Regions from separate parts of the Mus musculus genome. Here region 2 is linked to region 1. A link is a contact called in public promoter capture Hi-C data. All regions are on one chromosome and are shown on one strand. Each heading gives the region's core, a stretch centred on a gene start, on an enhancer-like site or on the middle of the called end of the contact. The rest is flanking DNA. Distances are from core to core; before and after follow the strand shown. Region 1 holds the start of Cyp2d10 (cytochrome P450, family 2, subfamily d, polypeptide 10). Region 2 holds the start of Scube1 (signal peptide, CUB domain, EGF-like 1).

Region 1 (6,424 bases), core at 1,689-4,188:
GATATGGGCACAGGGGAAAAATTCCTGAATAGAATAGCAATGGCTTGTGCTGTATTATCAAGAATTGACAAATGAGACCTCATGAAACTGCAAAGCTTCTACAAGGCAAAAGACACCGTCAATAAGACAAAAAGGCCACCAACAGATTGGGAAAGGATCTTTACCTATCCTAAATTGAATAGGGGACTAATACCCAATATATATAAAGAACTCAAGAAGGTGGCCTCCAGAAAATCAAATAACCCCATTAGAAAATGGGGCTCAGAGCTAAACAAAGAATTCTCACCTGAGGAATACCGAATGGCTGAGAAGCTCCTGAAAAAAATGCTCAGCATCCTTAATCATCAGAGAAATGCAAATCAGAACAACCCTGAAATTCAATCTCACACCAGTCAGAATGGCTAAGATCAAAAATTCAGGTGACAGCAGATGCTGGTGAGGATGTGGAGAAAGAGGAACACTCCTTCATTGTTGGTGGGATTGCAAGCTTGTACAACCACTCTGGAAATCAGTCTGGCAGTTCCTCAGAAAATTGGACATAGTACTACCAGAGGATCCCGCAATACCTCTCCTGGGCATATATCCAGAAGATGTCCCAACCGGTAAGAAGGACACATGCTCCACTATGTTCATAGCAGCCTTATTTATAATAGCCAGAAGCTGGAAAGAATCCAGATGCCCCTCAACAGAGGAAAGGATACAAAAAATGTGGTACATTTACACAATGGAGTACTACTCAGCTATTAAAAAGAATGAATTTATAAAATTCATAGACAAATGGTTGGACCTGGAGGGCATCATCCTGAGTGAGGTAACACAATCACAAAAGAACTCAAATGATATGTACTCACTGATTAGTGGATATTAGCCCAGAAACTTAGTATACCCAAGATATAAGAGACAATTTGTAAAACACATGAAACTGAAGAAGAATGAAGACCAAAGTGTGGACACTTTGCCCCTTCTTAGAATTGGAAACAATCACCCATGGAAGGAGTTACAGAGACAAAGTTTGGAGCTGAGACAAAAGGATGGACCATCTAGAGACTGCCATATCCAGGGATCCATCCCACAATTAGCCTCCAAACGATGACACCATTGCATACACTAGCAAGCGTTTGCTGAAAGGACCCTGATATAGCTGTCTCTTGTGAGACTATGCCGGGGCCTAGCAAACACATAAGTGGATGCTCACAGTCAGCTATTGGATGGATCACAGGGCCCCCAGTGGAGGAGCTAAAGAAAGTAACCAAGGAGCTAAAGAGATCTGCAACCCTCTAGGTGCAACAACATTATGAACTAACCAGTACCCCGGAGCTCTTGACTCTAGCTGCATGTGTATCAAAAGATGGCCTAGGCGGCCATCACTGGAAAAAGAGGCCCATTGGACACGCAAACTTTATATGCCCCAGTACAGGGGAACGCCAGGGCCAAAAAGTGGGAATGGGTGGGTAGGGGAGTGGGGGGGAGGGTATGGGGGACTTTTGGGATAGCATTGGAAATGTAATTGAGGAAAATACGTAATAAAAAATATTAAAAAATAATAAAATAATAAAAATAAATAAATAAAATATTTGAAAGAAAAAAAAAGATGCAGAGTGCCCGCTGCCTGGCGCCTGACTTCGGCCCCCATGTCAGCAGATGCCCGCTTCCTTGTTCTTTGTAAAATTCCCCCTTGACCCCGCCCCTACTCCCCATGATGTATGCTTTTAAAACAAGGCACCTCAGCCTAATAAACGAGACCTTGTTAGGTACCATCTTCTTGGTCTCCTGCCTCTCCTTCCCTTCCTCCAATTTCCTTCCAGGCTTGCGGAACCCCTCGCACCCACGGGAGGGGATAATGCTCCAGCCTCCCTTCTGGCACATCGAAGGAGCAACAGAGAGAGCCTGCCTAGATTCCACAGTGACTTCCAAGCCTATGATCTTTAGAGGTCTGGAGCCCAACAAGGACAGAGACTGAGCCTCTGCTGACCCTAGTGAATGATGAGCTATGTGTGGGTGTACAGCAGTGACCAGCACACAGTAGCCATTTGTTTGAAGGCTCAGGAGTCATCATTCTTTTTTCCTCTTGGCTGCTCACCCTGGCCACAGACCTCTGGCATGAGGAAGAAAACTACCTTACGTATCTCCAGATGGAAGACTCTTGCCAGGTGAGATTGACCCACCACGAAACAAAGGGTGGATAAGAGACAGAGGCCAGCATGTGACACGTCCATGGACCAAATTAGTGCCCCCCCCCCAAGGTTCTCAGACCACTTCTCCACTTCTTCATACTGGGTCTGATAACTTCTGTGTTGTGTATCTTGCTGCCTGATTAATTGGATGATGACAGACCTATACTGAAGATGGCAGTGCTCCGGTTGTGCTACCCCACTGGACCTCACTTACCAGCAGAGCCTTTAGCTGCCTTCCCACCACTACCTTTCACTTCCCCATAGCAAGTCTAGGTAACCTCCCACTACTGGCCCTCACTCGCCCACAGGGATTTCAGCTGCCATTCCCGACTGCCCTGCTTTTGCCCATTGGGGCTCCAGCCTCATCTGGAAACAGCCTCCCACTGCTCACACACACAGAAGTGATTGACATGATGCCAGTCAACCCTCATGTCTGCCAGGAAAGTGCTCCATGAAGATCTAGGAGGTCTCATTCCTCTCTGAGGCAATGTCCTCAAGCCCTCTAAGATTTGCATGAGTAGCAAACCCGATGAATTTCCTGCACACAATGATCAGAACATTCGTCCTGAAGCAGGAGTCCACGAGATATCTGCCTACCATGTTCAGCCCAGCAGAATCAGAATGCTAAACTCCTGAAAGGAACTGAACATCACTAGCTCCTCCCTACAGGTGGACAAACAAAACACAGTGTTGGGGCAGGACACAGAGGACAAAGGGCAACCCTGGCACTCCTTTATAAGGCAGCAGGATCCAAGCTTGGGCCAGTCTGATTCTAGGTGTTACATTGAGTGTTGTTCATTGGTCTCTGGAAAGCCTGGGCAGAAGTGGGGTAGCCATGGAGCTGCTGACTGGGGCTGGCCTGTGGTCTGTGGCCATATTCACCGTTATCTTCATATTACTGGTGGACCTGATGCACCGGCACCAGCGCTGGACTTCTCGCTACCCACCGGGCCCTGTGCCATGGCCTGTGCTGGGTAACCTGCTGCAGGTGGACCTGGATAACATGCCATACAGCTTGTACAAGGTGAGTGACTCAGCAATGGATGGTATGTGAGGTTATAGTGTCCATAGTGGCACATAGTAGGGTTTGAGCCACAGTTTAGTGGCTAGATCTAGATCCCCAAGAGGGAATAGGCTTAGACATGTTTTTGTGGCAGCCACTGGGAATTTGTAGGGCAAAGGATTGGGGGAATAAAATCCAAGGGTGAAGCAAGGTATGAAAGGAATGTTCAGCCTAGTTGGACAGGACAGGAACTGTAGAGGTCCCAAGTACTTTATGTTCCTGTCAATGATGAGGTCTTGATATGCTGTGAAGTCTACCACTCCATGTCAGTCGTGACACTGAGTGGAGAGAGGGACTGTGGCTGCGTGAATCTCTTGCTTCTGTGTGCTCTCTGGACTCACTGCTCATCAAGAGGAACCAGAGTTTTTTTCACGTATATTGACATACTAAAAGAACCCAAGATAGGTTTCTGGGTCTGGCCAGGGAACTGCTGGGGTGTGACATCTACTATGACACCTTTGCTAAACTTAAAAGATAAGACACCACATTAGTAGGCCTCCTCACGCATGGGATGGAGCTCAATGAAGAGCATTTTCCCAGGATATATGAGCAAGGTTCAATAACAAGCAAGATACACACAAATAGATATGTACACATGCAAATACAGAGACAGAGAGATACATGGAGTCACATACACATATGCACACATACTTAAATTCACATACACAAACATGCATATGTAAACATACACAAATGTGCACTCACACACAAAGAAACTGCCTGGCACCCTCTCACTTTGACATTGTTGTGCAGTGAAACTGGTTCTATTATCTGTGGGCACCTCTACTTCCTATGTGCTTTGTCCCTCTACGTCAGCTTCAAAACCGCTATGGTGACGTGTTCAGCCTGCAGATGGGCTGGAAGCCTATGGTTGTGATCAATGGACTGAAGGCAATGAAGGAAGTGCTGTTGACCTGTGGAGAGGACACTGCTGACCGCCCTCAAGTGCCCATCTTTGAGTACCTGGGTGTGAAGCCTGGATCCCAAGGTAAAGGGCTGTGTGGACGGTGGATTTGGGTTCAGACGTGTGGGAATAAGCTGAGGAAGCACAGGTTATGAATGTGGGTGGGAATGTGGTCAAGCAATTCACAGAAGAGTCACTGGAATCCAGGAGGACTACCCAGAAGGCATGCACTGGATTGTGATAGCAAGGTTTTGAGAGGCTCATGGCCAGGACAGAACACAGAAAAGAGAATTGAGGAGAGAAGGAGACAGTAGAGTTGGGCATTCTTGGTTACATACCGATGTGTCTGCAGGTGTGGTCCTTGCACCCTACGGGCCCGAGTGGCGAGAGCAGAGGCGATTCTCTGTGTCTACCCTGCGCAACTTTGGCCTGGGCAAGAAATCACTGGAGGACTGGGTGACCAAGGAGGCCAGACACCTCTGTGATGCCTTCACCGCCCAGGCTGGTGGGTGATGGGTGAGGGATGTAGCTGGGCACAGGGAGACATGGGCAGTCCATTGACTTGCTTGCATCTCCATTCCATATCCACTCCCAGGGCAGCCCATCAATCCCAACACCATGCTGAACAACGCTGTGTGCAATGTGATTGCATCTCTCATTTTTGCCCGTCGCTTTGAATATGAAGACCCTTACCTCATCAGGATGCAGAAAGTACTGGAAGATAGTTTGACAGAAATCTCTGGCTTAATTCCTGAGGTAGGAGGTTCAGGGCAGGCTACAGAGCCACTTCTGTGCAGTCCATCTTCGCTGAGGGAAGCTATGTGCCAAGGCTGTGCGAGAGGCCTTCTTAGGTTCAACTCCAGAAGGATATGACTGTTGACAACTGTTAGATGACAGGATGGGAGAAGTGGACCAAGGTTAGTATTTCCAGAAAGGGAGAGAACCTGGGCCTTCTTTTGCATGTAAGACACAAAGCCTGTGGTTGTCGTTGGGGTAGAATATTCCTGTTCTCCTAGGGCTGAGAGAACTTTACTTAGGTGGCTCTTGCAAATTTAATAATTGAAGATAGGACAGGGGAGAGGTAGGGACAAACAGGCTCTGGGTCCATTGTGAAGGAGGCTGGAAACTGAGCCTGGTCCAGGTGGATAAGGAGCATCAATAGAACCGAGGAACCAGTCAAATGGTGGGTGGGTAAGGACTCGCCAAGCAAGCCAGCCAACCCCAGTTTGATGTCTGAGACTCATGTGGGATAGAGACAATTGACTCCACACACTGTCCTATCACTTGCTTCCACACACCATGGCTCATAAGCACCATACATGATCATGATTCACTAATAATTAATTTTATGAAGATGAACCTCTGAGACTTACTGTATTCTCACAGGTTCTTAATATGTTCCCCATACTCCTGCGCATCCCAGGACTGCCTGGGAAGGTCTTCCAAGGTCAGAAGTCCTTACTGGCCATAGTGGAGAATCTGTTGACTGAGAATAGGAACACCTGGGACCCTGACCAGCCACCCCGAAATTTGACTGATGCCTTCCTGGCAGAGATAGAGAAGGTGACTGGCAGATTCAAACGATGTTGCCAGGGGCTGTGGGCTGATGTCCTGTGATCTGGGAGGGTAGATGGGTAGAGTCCTGTGTATCATCAAGTGACTCAGCACCTGGGCTGCCTCAGGGACAATGGGAGGCCATGTGGGACTTCCTGTCCCTGCTAAGCACATCATCTCTGCCTGGCCCAGGTAAAGGGGAATGCTGAGAGCAGCTTCAATGATGAGAACCTGCGCATGGTTGTGCTAGACCTGTTCACTGCAGGGATGGTGACCACCTCAACCACACTGTCCTGGGCCCTGCTGCTCATGATCCTGCATCCGGATGTGCAGCGTGAGCCTGGTGGGGCTAGGAGGGAGGTAGAGGCACAATCCCCAGTGACTTGAGATTCTTGTGGCACCCAGTGCTAACTCAACCCAGACTCCAGTGCCGCTCCCTCTTGTTTCTCACATCGCCTCAGTCCTTACCATGGTTGTAAGACAGGGATGTCCCCTGTGACTTTTTCACTGAGGTGATGCTGTCCCTCCAGGCAGAGTCCAACAGGAAATCGATGCGGTCATAGGGCAGGTGCGGCATCCAGAGATGGCAGACCAGGCTCGTATGCCCTACACCAATGCTGTCATTCATGAGGTACAGCGCTTTGGGGACATTGCTCCACTGAATTTGCCACGCATCACAAGTCGTGACATTGAAGTGCAGGACTTCCTCATCCCCAAGGTAGGCCTGGG
Region 2 (6,018 bases), core at 3,217-5,716, 1.3 Mb before region 1:
GACCTCCAGAAAGTCAGTGGTCAGAGGGAGGAGAGGAGAGGCCATGGGGGCAGCCTTGCTTGCTCTCTCTCTCTCTCTCTCTCTCTCTCTCTCTCTCTCTGTGTGTGTGTGTGTGTGTGTGTGTGTGTGTGTGTGTGTGTGTGTAGACAAGGCTTTGGGGAAGTACTAATGGTCCCCTGAGTTGAGTCTGATATTCGGAGACAGCAATAGGTAGACAAGGTCCCAGGAACAATAGATTAGTGAGACTGAACCTCAGTTTCCCCAGATGTCAGATGAGCCCAGGCTGAGCTGTCCCCAGATTACACTTGTAGCTCTCTTGTCTTCATGTCCATCTGTGAACCTGAAGCCACAAGTCAGGTTCATGAGTGTCCCTCACGGACGCCATGCCCCTGCCCCTAGCCTGTAAAGTGCCTTAATGAGCCGATGGTTCTCTGCTCCACTTAGGGGTCTCTGAGAAGCACTTCCAGAATCATCCTGTCTCTTCTGCCTCCTGAAAGAGGGAGGAAGGAGTGGCAGAATGGTAAAGCTGGCTAAGGCCTCAGGCAGGCAGGCAGGCAGGCAGGCAGGGAGGGAGGTTGCACCTTGCTACAATTTAGGCACCATTTGGAAGCCTCTCTTCTCAATATTGGAACAAAAACAGAAAACTCTCAAAGCCTTACAATGAATAGTGTCCGCTGGTGCCATGGTGCCTCTCTGTCCTTTGGCCCCTGTGTTTTATGAACATCCTGTACAGACTGGGATTTGAATCCCACCTCTGAAATTTGCTAGCTCCATGATCCTGGAAAGGCAACCTCAGATCCATTTTTCTCAGATGTCCAATGAGGGTGGGAACAATTTCTGTGTCACAGGAGTAGATGACAGGATCCACTGATGTCCCTGTACCATATCAGATCCCCAGGGGTGCCCAACAAGTGCTATCTATAGTTATACTAAGTAGGAGGGGAAAAGACACAGGGTCACAACTCTGGGCCATCTCAGAGTCTGGATCACAGGCACCTGGAGACTAAGACCCCATCTGACAGCCCAAGAAAAGAGTCTGTGTGACCCGGGATGGCACAGGGAACTGCAGAAAGGCCAGCAAGAAAGACCAAAGGGGCCTCGGGAGGAATTAAGTAATCTTCCTTAAGAAAAAAGGGGCAAAACCCCAGCAAGTCATCCCCACAGAGGCAAGGCATCTTCATGATGACATTTTATGGTTACAGAGAACTCTGTCCCCCAAAAAACTCTCACAAGTAGTCCAAAGAGCCCTTTCTGATTAAAAATGCCCACAATAAAGCATTTCTAATCCCATGGCTATTGTTATCATTCAGAGCAGGGGGGCGGGGGTAGTATAATTATCATGACCCTAGCAGGAGCACAAAACCCTGATCCCAGTGTCTCCTTTAATTCTCCCCAGAAAACACCAGCAACACTCTTCCGCTACTGGAAAGGGTACTGAGGTTCAGAGAGGCCCCATTGTCACGCTTGCCTGGTCTTGCCTCGTTTTATCTTCCCAGCAACCCTACATGATCGTTCAAGCTGAGGAACCCAGGCTGCAGAGGGCTCAGTGATGGGGACACTATTACAGGGCTGGTCAGTGTTGAGATTGTGACCTGAGGTGAGGTCCCAGAGGACATGCCTAGAAGAGAGGACCTGGGTAATTCCTCTTGCTTTCTTTCAGGCAAACACCTTTGCGAACTGTCACTAGGGGGAGCCAAAGGGCCCCAAGTCCAGGGTCATCTGCTCTGGGCACTCAGGATTTGGGGTTCTGCTGACCAGCCTAGCTTCCCTACAGGGCACAGAAAGTGGGTTGTTTGAGAGAGAGAGAAAGAGGGAGAGGGAGAGAACAGCTGGTTTTATTATTTTAATATATATATATATATATATATATATATATATATATATATATATATATATATTTAATATATGTAAGTACACTGTAGCTGTCTTCAGACACTCCAGAGGATGGCATCAGATTTCGTTATAGATGGTTGTGAGCCACCTTGTGGTTACTGGGATTTGAACTCAGGACCTTTGGAAGAGCAGTCGGCGCTCTTAACCGCTGAGCCATCTCACCATCTCACTTTTTATTCTTAAGGACCTGGCACGGCCAAAGTTACTTCACTGGAGCAATAGGAGTTCACAGATGGTTCTGCCTTGTTTCTGGGACCATTTGTTCATTCACCCACTCACTCATGCATTCATTCATTCGTTCGTTCGTTCATTCGTTCATTCATGCACAGAATCACATGATAATTGCCTTAGCTCCCTTTGGGAACTGTGGCCACAGAGAAGGCCCCCAGGGTTGCATTTTTGGATGGTGACAGAGAGAAAGCTGAGGGATGTGAAAGTGGGGACTTCCATTTTCTGAGCCTGAAGGGGGTCTTGCACCAAGCTTATGGGGCAGGGACTGGGGTACAGACAGGAGGAAACAAAGGCTGTCCGGGTGGCAACGTGACATTGGGTTCAGGGTGCAAAAGGCAAGCTGTGTGCCAGGCTACCGTGCCTGTGGTTGGTCTAGAGAGGACCTCAGAGGAGGGTGTGGGTGCCGATTGACATGCAGAATGCACACAGGTGGCTCGGATGTGAGGTAGCCCAGTCTGTTCCCCAAACCAGTGGCTTCCACTTTCTCAGCTCAATATGCAAAGGTGCCAAGACATCCTTAGTCCTGACATTAGAGTGATGATCCCATGTAACCAACCCACCCCAGAACAATCTAGAGCCTTCTGCTCTAGGAAATAAAGCATCTTTCTCCACCCCCTCCTTCTTCCAAGGAGATAAACCTTCTCCTTGGTCAGGAACTTAGAGACTCAGCTCCCCTCCCCCAGCCCTCCTTCCCCCCCACCCTGCACAGCCCTTTGGTTCTGCCACATGAGCCATGGTCTCCTAGATGAGACCCTCGTTTCTTTTGCACGCTTAAAGAGTGTTAGTTCATCAGCAAACCTGACCTTCAAGTCACTGAAGATAAAGGTTACTGCAGATAAAATTTCCATATTAGCAAAAGAGTCCCCGGGGACTCACGGGAATCCCAAGCCTCCATCCCCCCTGAATATGAGTGGGGATGAGAGCCCCTGAGGAAGAGACATGAAAAACATTGTGCTAAGAAGTCAGAGTTCCTCTCCCAAACTCCCTCACTCCCCCCCCCCCACACACACACAACACATCTCACAAATCGATTGGTTGCACAGGCGAAGAAAAAAATCTCAAAGCCCTACAGCTGAGAGAAGACAAAATAAGGCGTGGTAACAAGGTCCCCCAAATTAAACTACATGGCCAGGAGCAACCAGGGAAAGAAAATGCATGCAGTGGCCAGGGTAGGAGCCTATGGGGACACAGTAGAGGCCAGAGTTCCACGTTTTCCTCCTTGATTCCATCTGCATAACGTGGAAATGGATCCCTTGCCTTAGTCTCCAAACCATTGCCCTAAGCCCACGGGAAGTCTGGCTAGCAGCAGGAGCCGAGACACATGACTTTAACCTTCTGGGGCCTTGGAGGTGGCTGCAAAAGTGTGTGCTGGGGGCAGGGAGGAAGAAAGAGCCAGCGTGGATGGGAACCGCTGGGCGCAACACTGCACAGGCAGAGTGGACAAAAAGCTAAAACTCTAGTCTTTGAATCTGGAGAGCAGGAGAAAACAGGAGCTCTTATTGGTGGTTGTCAAGGAGATGGGCCTTGGGGTTTGCTGAACTTCTTCAGTGTCCTGCCTCCCTCCGGAGCTGAGAGAGGCCATTGAGTGCCCGCCAGGCCTCAAGGCCGAGGGGTCAGGTGTAGACCCCGAGCTGGGGGAGGATCTGGGCTAGGGAGACCGCGACGCCACGGTTCTCCCGCCTCGCTGGGCCTGTCACCCGAGGATCTGGGCTTCGCAGAGCAACAAGAGCCTGGGTAGAGAGAGGTCACTCAATCCGGCCTGGTCGCGCGTCCATTCACTGGGAGAACGGTTCTAGGCGCGACACGCGCCTGTCCAAGACAAACACTCCTATAACCATTGTCCTTCGGGGCAGTACTGAAAAGTTCCTTTGATTTTGTACGCAAATTCTGAAGCTATCGTCCAGAGCTTTCACTGCTGACTAGTGTGTGGCTGTCCCCAGCGGCACTTGGCATCCAGTAGCGGCTCAATAAATTCCTATGTATTGGCTGCGTGCTCTTAGCATCTTCTTCACCATCCCTGGGTGCCTCTGGGCCTTTCTTCACCTCTACTCCCCCAACAGAGTGTGTGCATATCTGAAGGGAAACAGACACCCTGGACCTCGGGGATCAGCACACAAAGAGGGACTGGGGAAGAGCAGCCTGCGGCCCAGTCCAGGCCCCGGGTGACACCCTGTACCGCGACCCCAGCTCTCTCGGCTCCCACCCCCCACCTGCCGCCGGCCCCGGGAGAGGAGGCGGGCCCAGACGCCCGCAGGCCACGCCACCCGACGCCCACTGGACGGCCTCCCGCGGAGCTCCGCCCCCCACGGCCGCGGGCCAATGAGCGCGCGGCTGTCAGCTTGTCCTGCGCGCCGGCTATGTGGCTGGGAGCCGGAGCGGTAGCGGAGCTCGCTGCAGACAGGAGCGCTCGCGGAGCGGTCGCTCCGAGCGTCCCGTGCCCCGCACGCCAGCACCCGGCGCGGCCCGCAGCGAGCATGGGCGCGGCGGCCGTGCGCTGGCACTTGTACCTACTGCTCGCTCTGGGAGCGCGCGGGCGGCTGGTGGGGGGCAGCGGGCTGCCAGGTAAGCGCGAGGACCCAGGGGGATGAGGGCGCGCGGGGTCCTACAGGCTGCCACCCCGCGCCGTCGGAGGCCGCCCAGCGCCGGATCCTGCCTCCTTGCAAAGTAACTTCTGCGATCGCCCGGGGCGCCCGGGGCCGGCGGGGGCGGGGTGGACTGAGGCCCCGGGAGGGGAAGCGGGAGGCCAGAGGAAGAAAGGAAGCGCGACGGCCGCCTGCGGGGCCCGGCATGCGTACGGAGACGGGCGGGGACCCCCGAACCGAGAGCGGCGCTCCCCCGGGGCCAAGGACTGGGCAGCTGCCGCGTAGGAGATACCCGGAGGTGGTCAGAAAGGACGCGCTGAGACTGGAGGGAAGGTGGGAAGATAGAGGGACAGACGGACAGGAGCCGAGGCGTAGTGGGAACAGACAAAAGGGCCCAGGAAGAAGCCCTCAGAAAGACAGCCGCGGGAGGGAAGAGGGGAGAGGAGGCAAGGGAGGGGAGCGAGGAGGCAGTGGACAGCGGAATGGAGAAAGGCAGATCAAAGGACAGAGAGGAGGAGACAGATGGACACCAGACAGAGAGACGGGAGGACTCGGAGGGGCGTCGCCGAGGGAGGGGGCCGAGTGAGAGAGGAAGGATGGAGATGTCTGGGAAGAGATGGACAGATGGACTGTCAGACAGGAGGGGGAGAAAAGACGGACAGACGTAGGGAAGGAGGTGGATGAGAACACGAATAACAGAACAGACATCAGAGAGAGGGGGCCGGAGGCACAGGCACAGCCTTTGGTCCAGGCAGAAGGAACTGCTAGGTGGGGGTGTCCCTCCGTGATCTGAGTTTCCCGGAAGGGGCTTCCGGGCAAAGCTGCACACCGAGTCTCTCTTTTCACATTCTTCCTTGTTCTCCTTGGAGAGGGCGAGGAGGTTCCTGCCTGTCTTGCTCTCCGGAGAGTCCCACAGAGATCCAGTGCTAGGGAGTTTATGCTAGTCCATGCTACTCCATTGGCGCTGAGTTTTCTTCCATGCGCCCATTCCAGAAGCTGGGTCCTGTTGAGGATACTAGACAGTCCGTGGGCATTTCTCCCAGGTGTTGGGGGTCCTCACTTTTGTGGGACTATCCTGTGTACCTCTCCCTTCCTCTCTGTCCCTCCTAGTGTCTATCCTCTTCTGCCTTTCCTTACCCTCTGTGGAAGTCTGGTGACTCTGGAGCCCTAACAGCTGAATAAGAAAACCAGAGTTGAAGTGAGCAGCCTATATCTGAGGGTTGCACAGGGATCTGCAGTCTGGCTCAGCCAGGCTACCTTGCTTCCAGGCCAAGTTTATAGTTTGAAAGGCAGACAGCCCCAGCCACCCCTT

Evidence for each region. Capture Hi-C pulls out chosen DNA fragments and counts their contacts.
Region 2: a promoter capture Hi-C map of liver shows a contact between it and region 1, with 4 times the contacts expected there. The contact joins the promoter of Scube1 here to the promoter of Cyp2d10 in region 1. A contact is called at or near these places in 1 of 39 promoter capture datasets (embryonic stem cells) and 1 of 9 other capture datasets (liver).

The regions. Positions count from the first base shown.
Region 1 is chr15:82,403,708-82,410,131 of GRCm38.p6, reverse strand. It overlaps Cyp2d10 (cytochrome P450, family 2, subfamily d, polypeptide 10), which reads left to right and starts at 2,938. Exons shown (of 9, transcript NM_010005.3): 1 at 2,938-3,198; 2 at 4,054-4,225; 3 at 4,494-4,646; 4 at 4,737-4,897; 5 at 5,528-5,704; 6 at 5,888-6,029; 7 at 6,226-6,413. The coding sequence starts at 3,010.
Region 2 is chr15:83,723,487-83,729,504 of GRCm38.p6, reverse strand. It overlaps Scube1 (signal peptide, CUB domain, EGF-like 1), which reads left to right and starts at 4,466. Exons shown (of 22, transcript NM_022723.3): 1 at 4,466-4,686. The coding sequence starts at 4,599.